Regions from separate parts of the Gossypium hirsutum genome. Here region 1 is linked to region 2. A link is a contact called in public Hi-C data. All regions are on one chromosome and are shown on one strand. The core of a region is the stretch at or near the end of the contact, and the rest is flanking DNA. Distances in the headings are between cores, read along the strand shown. Region 1 has its middle 34 kb from the start of LOC107940012. Region 2 holds the start of LOC107940012 (organic cation/carnitine transporter 4).

Region 1 (5,033 bases), core at 1,863-4,362, 33 kb before region 2:
CACACTTGCGAGGTTGACATATAGATCCCCAATCAACTAGTGCCATTTTTCAGGTTTCGATGTTAAATCCCCAAATGAACTGTCTTGCTAGTCATTCAATTTCCTCACATATTCTTTTTGGGACTTGTCTGGACTGCATAAAATAATTTGGGATAGAGAAGAGAATTGGTTGTGCCAAAGTGAGCCTTCTTGCGATAAAAAGTTACTTAGCATCCCAATTACATAGCTTAGCTCTAACCTTTTCAACCACAAAATGCAATGTAGCATTAGTAACTCTGCTGTGGAAAAATGGGATCCCTAAGTATGATCCCAGCTCTTGGACCCTCTAGAGGCCTAGTAACTAGCTTATCCTACTACTTAAAATTTTTTCTACTCCACTTGAAAAAAAATATTGGTTTTGCGTGCATTCCAGACTTAAAGTTACAAAAGCGATCGATAATGTCTTTTAATAACAAGTCGTGTTTTATGTCTACTTTTGAGAAGATCATTAGATCATCAATAAAAAATAGGTGTGACAAGGTTGGTCCCGCTCTGGATAACCTAATCAGGCTTCATTTACCTGAATTTTCAACTATTTTAAAACTGTGCCCTAGCCATTCTATGCATATAACAAAAAGGTAAGGTGATAAAGGGCATCCTTATCTAACTCCTCTTGTTAGCTTAAATTTTTTAGTAGAGACCCCATTCCACAAAACCTGCATAGTAGGCGTCGAGATAGCTGACATAATTACATTTTGTAGAAAGTCTGGAATACCTGCTGCCTGAATAAAGTTATCAATAAAGTCGCAACGGACCATAATATAGGCTTTTTCTAGATCTATTTTAACTATCATCCACTTCCTATTCTTCCCTCGCATGGAATAGATGACTTCTTGAGTAATGATAATACTATCAAAAATATTTCGACCAGTAATAAACCTGACTTATTTTTGTGAAATGATATTTGGGAATACCACCTTGAACCTGTTGGCTATAATTTTCATAACTAACTTATAAAGAACTAAGCAGAGACTAATGGGTCTAAAATGAGATATCTCCTCAGGTTGAGCGACTTTCCGGTATAAGCACAATAAGTCTATTATTTAACTCATGATCAATAGGCTTGCCTCTGAAAACGTCCTTGACCCAATCACAAACTGCACTCCCAATATAGTTCCATTGGTTTTGGAAGAAGAAAGCATGGTACCAATTACTTCCTAGGGCTTTTAAAGGAGCCAAACAAAAAAAAAGGCCTTTTTAATTTCATTGTTTGAGACTTCTTTACTTAAAAAATCTGTCTTTTTGGCCTAGTTGGGGAAAGCGGCTAGGGGGTAAGTCGCTTGTCCTGTTTGGATTTTCTCCATATAGCTTTTGGAAATACCATACTTCTTCTAATTGAATCTCATCTGGATCATATAACCAATCTCCACTCGCATTACGGTGCACTGATGTGGTTGACCTTTCGTCTGTGGATTGCCCTACTATGAAAAAACTTTGTGTTCATTTCCCATAACTTAAGCCATTCACATAGTGATTTTTGCTTCCAAAGTAGCTCTTCATGGTTAAGCACTTCTTAAAACTTCTCTTTTATCTCCATCTCTTTTTGTGTTAGTGCGTCTAAATTCATCATTTTTCATCTTTTGCTGGATCTTACTTAAGGACTGCACTAATTATAGCTTACAGGCTCTAATATGTCCTTAAATTTTTTTGTTCCACTTTTTTAGTCCCACAGTAAGCTTTCCCAGAGTTTTAGACATGTCCCCATTGTATTCCCATAATTCGGATATAGTACTCGAGATACTTTGGGAAATTTTGAATCCAAGAAGCATTACTAAATTCTCGGTCTAGCCTTTCAAATACCCCTTCTCTTTGCCATGTGAAGGATGGCCTCCAAAATCCCAAATCATGTAGGTTGTTTGCTTCAACAAGCTCCCCAAAGTAAGGACGTCGTCTTCTAATAGTACTCATTCTTTTTTTATCATTCTAGGGGACAATGGTGGTAGGTATAGTCTCTTTTAATGCTTCCCATAGCAATATTCTCTTTGTTCTATTTGGGCTTCCATACACGAAAACAATTAGGACTGTTTGTATGGGAATTCTGAAAGAAACTCATGCTAGGATGAATTGAGGGTGGTTTCGGATAATTTCAAGACTAACTAAGTTTTTCCAACCAATCCAGATCCCCCCTAAGAACCCCCAAGCTTCTACCTGATAGGAGTAGTGCAGCCTTAATTTTGCATTTATCTCATCAGCTTTGTGGCCACTGACTTTTGGTTTTAACAAGCTAATAATATATGGCTTATGCTCCATATTATATTCTCTAAAAATGCAAGGAAACTTCTCACTCACGCATTATTGAAAATTCTAAGAAAATATTGAAAGTGAAGAGTTCATTATTAAAAAGCACAGTAAATGAATAAATGTCCTTACAATTACTGACCAGCTCTTACCTGCTCTCCTGACTTTTCATCCATCACTTTGGGAACTTCGTTCACCAACCCCCGCTGGAACTGGCTTTGTAGTAACTTGACCATGTTGCTAATTGATTCAACAAGTGGGAGTTTTCAGGGAGAAGCCTTAAAAGGGCTACCTTTTTCCTTAATGACTTTCTTGAGCTTCTTACCTTTTCGGCTACCATTGGCCTTCACACTACCTTGCGCCGAAGAAAATTCTATTAGATGTCCTATTGTAATGGTTCTGCTTCTTTGTATGGTCCCCCAGTTCTATGTTGGATGTTCTCTTTAAAAATGACCACCAAATGTTTTGCAGCGTCAAGAACACCTACCGTCAGAATCGCTTAGATTTCCTACAAATCCCCTATCCTTGGTTGGCTATTATGGCAGGTGACATCCACTGACCTGCCTTTTTCTAGAGCCAAATGTCCTTGTCTTAGTTTGGCTTCGTCGATCTTTAGCGTAAACTTACTGGCGATCCAAAGATTGCCCGATGCTTGGGTAGCCAAGCTTGACCCAGCATTTTGCCGCTAGCTTTGGCCTAGGTCCACTTTTGACCCAACCACATGAACCTGCGAATCTTCTTCCCCAACTAGGTTTTCCAAAACCTGGAACCTAGAGTTGTCCGCCAATTGTGCCTAAGTCTCACCACTGTCCTTCCTTTCCATTCTCAAAGTGCGTCTGCCCCACCTCTCGGCAAGCATCCACGGCCTATAGGTGCATAGATTTGGCGCTGCGACTTCTTTATTTTCCTTTGAAATTTGCCTCTGTTCTCTCCTATTCCCTGTAATGCCTATGCCAAATTCCTCCGGCCCCGTTGCTTCCTTAGGGCAGATCTCCTTCACATGCCCATAGTAGTCGCACAACAAACAAACGATCAGTAAGTATTCATATTCAATCCACTGAATAACTCTTTTTACCAAGACTTGAGTGATCAAAGCCCTATCCAAATTGATGAACACTACTATTCTTGCAAACCTCCCCCTAACGCTGTTGTCCGTATTGAAATCAAATTTTGCAACTTTCTCGATCATCCCCCTATTTCCCGTAAGATTTGTAGCTTATACATATGCCCAGTAACGTAGGAAGTCGGATCCATGCCATAACCGTGCTTAGATACGGCTGAGCTGGATTAAAACCCATAGTCCATGACTGTACTGTTAAGTACTACCCAAACACGGCTCAAGGACCATAACACAAGACTCTCTCGTAATCCTTCGAGTTCTTAAATTTGGCTAAAGATTAATCATGCTCCACATCTATTAAACGGAACGATTGAGGTGATTTCCAGAGTGAAAAAAACCTTGTTCTAAAGTGCAGCGTACCCTATACTTCTTCCCAAAAGTTTGATTACTACTATGTGTTCCATGTGTTTGATAAGGATTTGGTGTACGCGTTCTGAAAAATTAATCGAAGGAATACCATTGACCAACGAGCGCTCCACATCCTCCTTTAACAGTCTGAATTCTTTTGCTCCATCCAACCCATCCGAAGTTGTTGTTCTCTCATCTGCTCGGAGTCCCATACCTACCAGTTGGTCTTTCCAAGAAAGGAACTTTTCAGCAACTAGTGTTGTATCCATCACAACATCCCAGTCTTCCTCTATTCCCCGAATTGGTACTTTCTTTGTTGAGCAATTCACCAAATCACCCTCATCGCCACCTTCGTACTCCGTGCTCTTCATCGTAATCAATATGGAATGTTAGTGTCCCCCAAAACAACTCATTTAATTAATTAAGTATTTAATTTAATTTATAAAATCTATTTAATATATATTTTTAAATTAAGTATGGAATACTATTAGATTGTTTGATAAATGTATTTTTAAAATTTTAAAGCTAAATTATTTAAATAAATATAATATTAAAAGAAATAAAATAAAATAAAAAGAATTTAAAATATTCTACTTTGTTATTTAGAGACTATATTATTTTATTATTAAATTATGGCATGAGATTTAGGTTTTGGGTCTTATATAACATGTTTAACATTTAATTTGTTTTTGTTAGGAACGACTCGATTAAGCAACAAGTAAAAAAAATAGCGGAATAAATTGAGAAATTGAACACACAAATTTAATATGGAAAAGCCCCTCCAAAGAGGATAAAAAATCACGGGCAAAGATAATTTTACTATAATGACAAAAGAACGAAGAGTACAAAAGATGGAGATAAAAACTAAACCCCGGAAACTCGAAAACAAAGAACCCTCAAAACATAAACACAAAATTCTCTAAATGTGTTATGAGTTCTAATCTCTAATGGGTGTATTTTCTAAGGTTGTAAAAGAGCCTATTTATAGGCTAAATTCATAGGTCAAATAATAATAAAATAATCTAGACTACTCAGAGTTTGATTGAAACAAATAAACAGAGTTTAACTGAAAGATTATTTCTCAAATTTGACTGAAATAGGAGTCATACTCAACAAATCTCCACCTTGACTCATATTTCCACAATGCCCTCTTTGCCAAAGCCTGCCACGGGCCTATCTTGAACTATGCAGAGAATTAATTAATTCGAATCTATGCTTAGAAGCTGGAAGACTTCTAGCCTTCAACTTGTACACTGCGAAATTAAAATTAACTCGAGTCTGATTTTCA
Region 2 (5,099 bases), core at 267-2,766:
CGATAACCTAACAACACCTTACATCCTTCCTCAGCTCAATTTTTTTCAACTATGCCTTCAAAAAAAATTCATCCTTAGTAATCGATATACAACCCAACAAACTATTAATCTCTTCTACCATCTTTCCCTTCAAAGAAAATTCTAATAAGCAAAGTTTTTGAAGTAGAAAAAGCAAAGTAACTTACTAGCCCTTGTAACACCAAAAAGAAAGATCACATTCAAGACATCCAATTGGCTTTCAAACCAAATGTTACAACTGCTAACTAGAATCAGATTAGAAAAAGTAAAAGCCCACCCCACTACCTAGACAAATACAATTTTCCAAATTGATTAATTGTTTCAACAAGAAGTTAAGTTTCCCCGAGAAAAAGTCAATTATGGATAATATGGAATAAAATCAGGGACAGAGCCCTTTCCTCAAACAAACTTCCTAAAAAGAATAAAAGAGTTATTCACTTAGTAAGAACTATCATTCTCCCATCACCTTTCATTGCCACAAGACCATCCCTTCTAAAATTACCAATGAATTAGCACTATTACCTTATTTCTCCCACAGCAACTCGTAAGGTAACCTTACCAAAACACAAAACTTGCCTTTTTGGTCATGTTGTTGGACCCTCTCTCATGCCCAAACTACTTACCCACATACAACCCACCATATAACCACCCTGAGATTCCCACATTAACCCGCTCTTACACTAAGAACACATCGAAAGAGACCTTTAATAGCCCCCTAGTCATCACTCTAACATAAACAGACCTAACTACTTCCACGAGAAAATTCATGCTGAGCCCAATTACACAACCGTATAGGGATCATAGGTCACCCCTAATCGCTTAACTAGCACCACCCACAATTGAGCCACTCAAACTCCCACCTCTATGCTCGGAGAAAAGAGAAAACACTATGACAATACTCTATGTTACCAGTAGACATTAGGATGTCCAAAATACTACCAGTAGATACTAGGATGTCCGAAATTTTAAAAATTTCAGATCATTTCAATTAGGGTCAATCACAAGTTCACATCAAATTAGGTTCAAATCATTTAGGTTTAACGCTTAAGTATTTTGGATTAGGTTATATGAGTTTGAATCATCTTGGACTCGGATAAGTTGAAGTTTACATTGGATGGATTCTAGATGTTGGTTTTGTAAGGTCAAACATATTAAATCTGACCTAAATTTAAACTTAAGCCCTTAACTCTAGGTTTGAATCAAGCCAAGAAATTAGTTTAAATCGAATAAAAAAAACATGTAGTTTTATGCGGATTTGGACTTTTCTTTTTTTAATCCATTTCTTTTTATTTGAATCATCTTCCCATGCTATCATTATTTGAATTAATTATTTTAATCGAAACAAATTATAATGAATTCAAATTAAAACTTTTGTTGAGACGAAATCATATTTTTATTGAACAAGCTCTATCGTTTAAAACCTAATTGAAGAGATATAAAGGAATGCTCCCTCTCATATTCTCAAATAGTGTGAGACTTCAATTAATCATTTAACTCGCCGAAAAATTGAATGATATTCAGTCTCTATTGCCGCCTCTTATGAGAAGTCTAATTAAACGTTTTCTTTTCTTTATATGGAAAGAAATATATGCAAATTACACACCAACTTTAGCTCTAATCTCAACCCTCCAAATCACCAGCGATTTCCTTTCCAAGTGTCATACCCACTAAATCAATGATTGGATAACTCTCGACGTGTCAAATCCACCACATCACACACCAGCTCTCACACTGAATCATATTACAACTTTCCTATATATAAGAACGTTGAGAAAAAAAGGCACTTAAAATAAACCAAACCGGGAGAAACTAGAAAAAAGCAAACACACACCCTACTCAGTTATGGCTAACTCGCCAGGATCAAATCCCATTAGCCATGGTTCCTCATTAGGAGCACCCTTGCTCATCCCATCAAAAGAACCCGGATGGGATTCCGGGCCTGGATCCGAACCCCAGAAGGTTTGCATAGACGACATGTTGCAAAACTACTGCGGAGAATTTGGGTACTGGCAGCTGAAACACTTTGTTTTAACGAGCCTGGCATGGGCCCTGGAAGCTTTCCATACTATGGTCATGATATTTGCAGACAGGGATCCTGGGTGGCGGTGTGTTGGAGGGTTAGGGTGTGATGAGAAGGAGAGCAATGTTTGTGGGTTGGAACCAGGGTCCTGGGAATGGGAGGGTGGTCCGGGGAGCTCCACGGTGGCTCAGTGGGGATTGGTTTGTGGACAGAAGTATAAGGTTGGACTTGTGCAAGCCTTGTTTTTTGGCGGCTGCATGATTGGTGAGTCGTTTCCTGCTCTTCTTTCTCTTTGCTTCATGTCTTGCCATCTTTTCAATAATGCTTTAAGCATTTTTCATTTTCTTCACTATATTTTCAAACTATTATCTATCAGGGTCTAATGTTCCTTTGTGCCTAACTCTTTCCCGAGTGGTCTTAAAATTACCTTAATTTTATGTACTCAAAAGGAAATCTCCGTCCTGCTGTCCTGGAAACAGCACATGGTGCAGTTAATGCATTTATGGACCAGAAGGGGGAAAAACAAACAAAAATACAAAGAATGGTGTGATATACACAAATTAAGTCAGTAAATCTTTATTAATTATACCCCAAATTTATATATTTTTGGAGTGACAGGCATCAAGGTGAGGTTAATGCATATTACAAGAAAAGGAATATATTTAAGCAAGCGGCGGTGATAACTTATTTTATGCATGCATATGATATTAAATTATATTGTATAGCAAGCAAAGCATTGGTTGTCTTTTTAACTAGTTATTTCCCACTTGGAGCTTCCTGTCATGGTCATATGATTTGTAATCTGGTTCACATGTGAGAAATGGAAAATGTTAAAATTTTGAAACATATAACTCATGATGGTCAAACTCTAGCTTTAATTTATTGCAAATAAGGACAAAATGGCAATATTGGACCAACTCCTATAAATAATTCTCAAGTGGAAAAATTTTAAAAAGATACTTGCAAAAGATTACTATTCTCGTGGTATATAATTAATTTCTATTATCAGAACTTTGTTGGAAGTTTCGTCTTAATTTACCTTAATCAAAACGGTAAGGTAAGTTAAAAATAAATATTTGATTGTAATTAAATTAACTTTTTTATAATATTTAAAATTATTTATAAGTACTTTTTATAGGCATATTAACGCGCTTGAATCTAGGTTTTTTTTTATTGTCACCATGTCTATCTTAACTGAGTTAAACTATTTTATCTTTTCCTTACGTGTATAAACTCTTATCTAATATTAAATGCTTATTTACTCTCTTCTTCTGACGCATCTAAACTTACACGGCCAAGAGCTAAAAATGTTGAATTCTCAACTATTAGTCATGGTGGTCCTGGAACAATTATTCCCCAGATACAATATCTGGAAAATATAAAGTGAAAGAAAATAATAATTGCAATCCTCTTAACCTGTGAAGAGGGTGAGAAATCTACCACGTCTCTTAACGTACTAAGAATAGTGTTATGAAGCCTTGTCCTCGAGAGAAACACTGGATGCTTTTTGGCAATATGCAGTATACTACCATTAAGTAGACCTTTCTTCTTTTCATTATCGCTTACCCTCATGTTGAAACCCAAATGATTTTGTTCCTTTTTGAATTTGTTATTCACTTCTCTTCTAAATGTTAAATCATTTAAATCCCTTTTGGTATTTTGATTATTTGATGAAAATTTTCAAGGGAGAGAGGAAAAGAAAACAGTTCATGATTTGGAAGGTACAGTGCCGGAACATGAAAATCATGTTCTTTATGTCGATCACTTTGGGTATTGAATACATCGTTCATACTCCATTACATCGATGGCGTGTTCTACTTTCTTCAACTTGTCTCATCATGTCATGTGAGAGGTGGCGTCCCTATATCAACCTTTATGTATTTATGACAGCTTCCCTTACGGAACTAGAATGTTAAAGTCATAATTATTGCGCCATGGACACCGCCGACTTCACCGTAATAGTAATAATTCTAAATAATAACTCATTACCGACACACTGAAATGCTGGAGAACTCTCTGTTGTAGAACTTCTGGTTTATTAAATTCATGACTGAAATTCAATGTTTTGGACACACATTTTCAGGTGCAGGGGTTTTTGGTCATTTATCAGATTCAAAACTGGGAAGGAAAGGTTCCTTAACCGCGGTCTGCATCTTAAATGCCATGTTTGGTTGCCTTACATCATTAGCCCCTGACTACTCTACCTATCTCCTACTCCGCTTCGTAACGGGATTCAGCACCGGAGGTGTCGGCCTCTGTTCCTTCGTCCTGGCCACTGAACCTGTTGGTCCAACGAAACGTGGTGTTGCTGGAATGTCGACGTTCTATTTCTTTTCGACTGGAATCGCATTGCTCTCGGGCATAGCGTACATTTTTCCTTCATGGCGTGCGCTGTATGTTGCCTCGTCTATCCCCTCTATCCTTTTCCTTGTCCTGGTGGTCCCTTTCATCTCTGAATCCCCACGTTGGTATCTTGTTCGTGGGAAAATGAACGAGGCCATGAAAATAATGCGCACCATAGCTAATGCCAACGGACATCACCTTCCTGATGGGGTCAGCCTTGCACTAGATGATGAAGCTAATGATGCTTCAAATGGTAATCAAATTTGGAAAGCAGCAACAGTTGAAAAAGAAGCAATCAGTGGTTCCATTGTAGATGTAATCCGATCACCAATCACTCGAATTCGACTATTCCTAGCAGTGGGAATCAACTTCACCTGCTCCGTCGTGTACTATGGTCTTAGCTTAAATGTCGTCAACCTCGAGACAAACCTTTACCTCACTGTCCTACTTAACGCGGTAGCTGAAATGCCAGCATTCACCATAACAGCAGTTCTGTTGGACAAATTTGGAAGGAAGCCATTGGCAATTGGGACACAATGGTTTAGTGCAATCTTCTGCTTCATGGGGAGCCTTACGGGCAATGTAGGAATATCCAAAGTAATAAGAATGTGTTGTGGGCTTCTGGGGATATTCGGCATGGCTGGGACTTACAATTTGTTGTTTATCTACACAGCAGAGCTCTTCCCTACAGTGGTGAGAAATGCAGCACTTGGATCTG

What was found. A called contact is a pair of places that touch in the nucleus more often than the background predicts.
Region 1: a Hi-C map of leaf shows a contact between it and region 2, with 2.3 times the contacts expected there. The contact joins the enhancer-like site here to the promoter of LOC107940012 in region 2. A contact is called at or near these places in 7 of 34 Hi-C or Micro-C datasets (hypocotyl, leaf and petal).

The regions. Positions count from the first base shown.
Region 1 is chrD01:9,114,155-9,119,187 of Gossypium_hirsutum_v2.1, reverse strand. No RefSeq gene overlaps it. Among protein-coding and RNA genes, the nearest start is that of LOC107940012, 34 kb to the right of the region's middle. Within about 2 kb of position 3,112, at least 6 of the 9 cell types and tissues checked have an H3K27ac peak or open chromatin away from gene starts, as enhancers often do.
Region 2 is chrD01:9,079,284-9,084,382 of Gossypium_hirsutum_v2.1, reverse strand. LOC107940012 (organic cation/carnitine transporter 4) reads left to right here and starts at 1,516. Exons shown (of 2, transcript XM_016873420.2): 1 at 1,516-2,302; 2 at 4,122-5,099. The coding sequence starts at 1,861.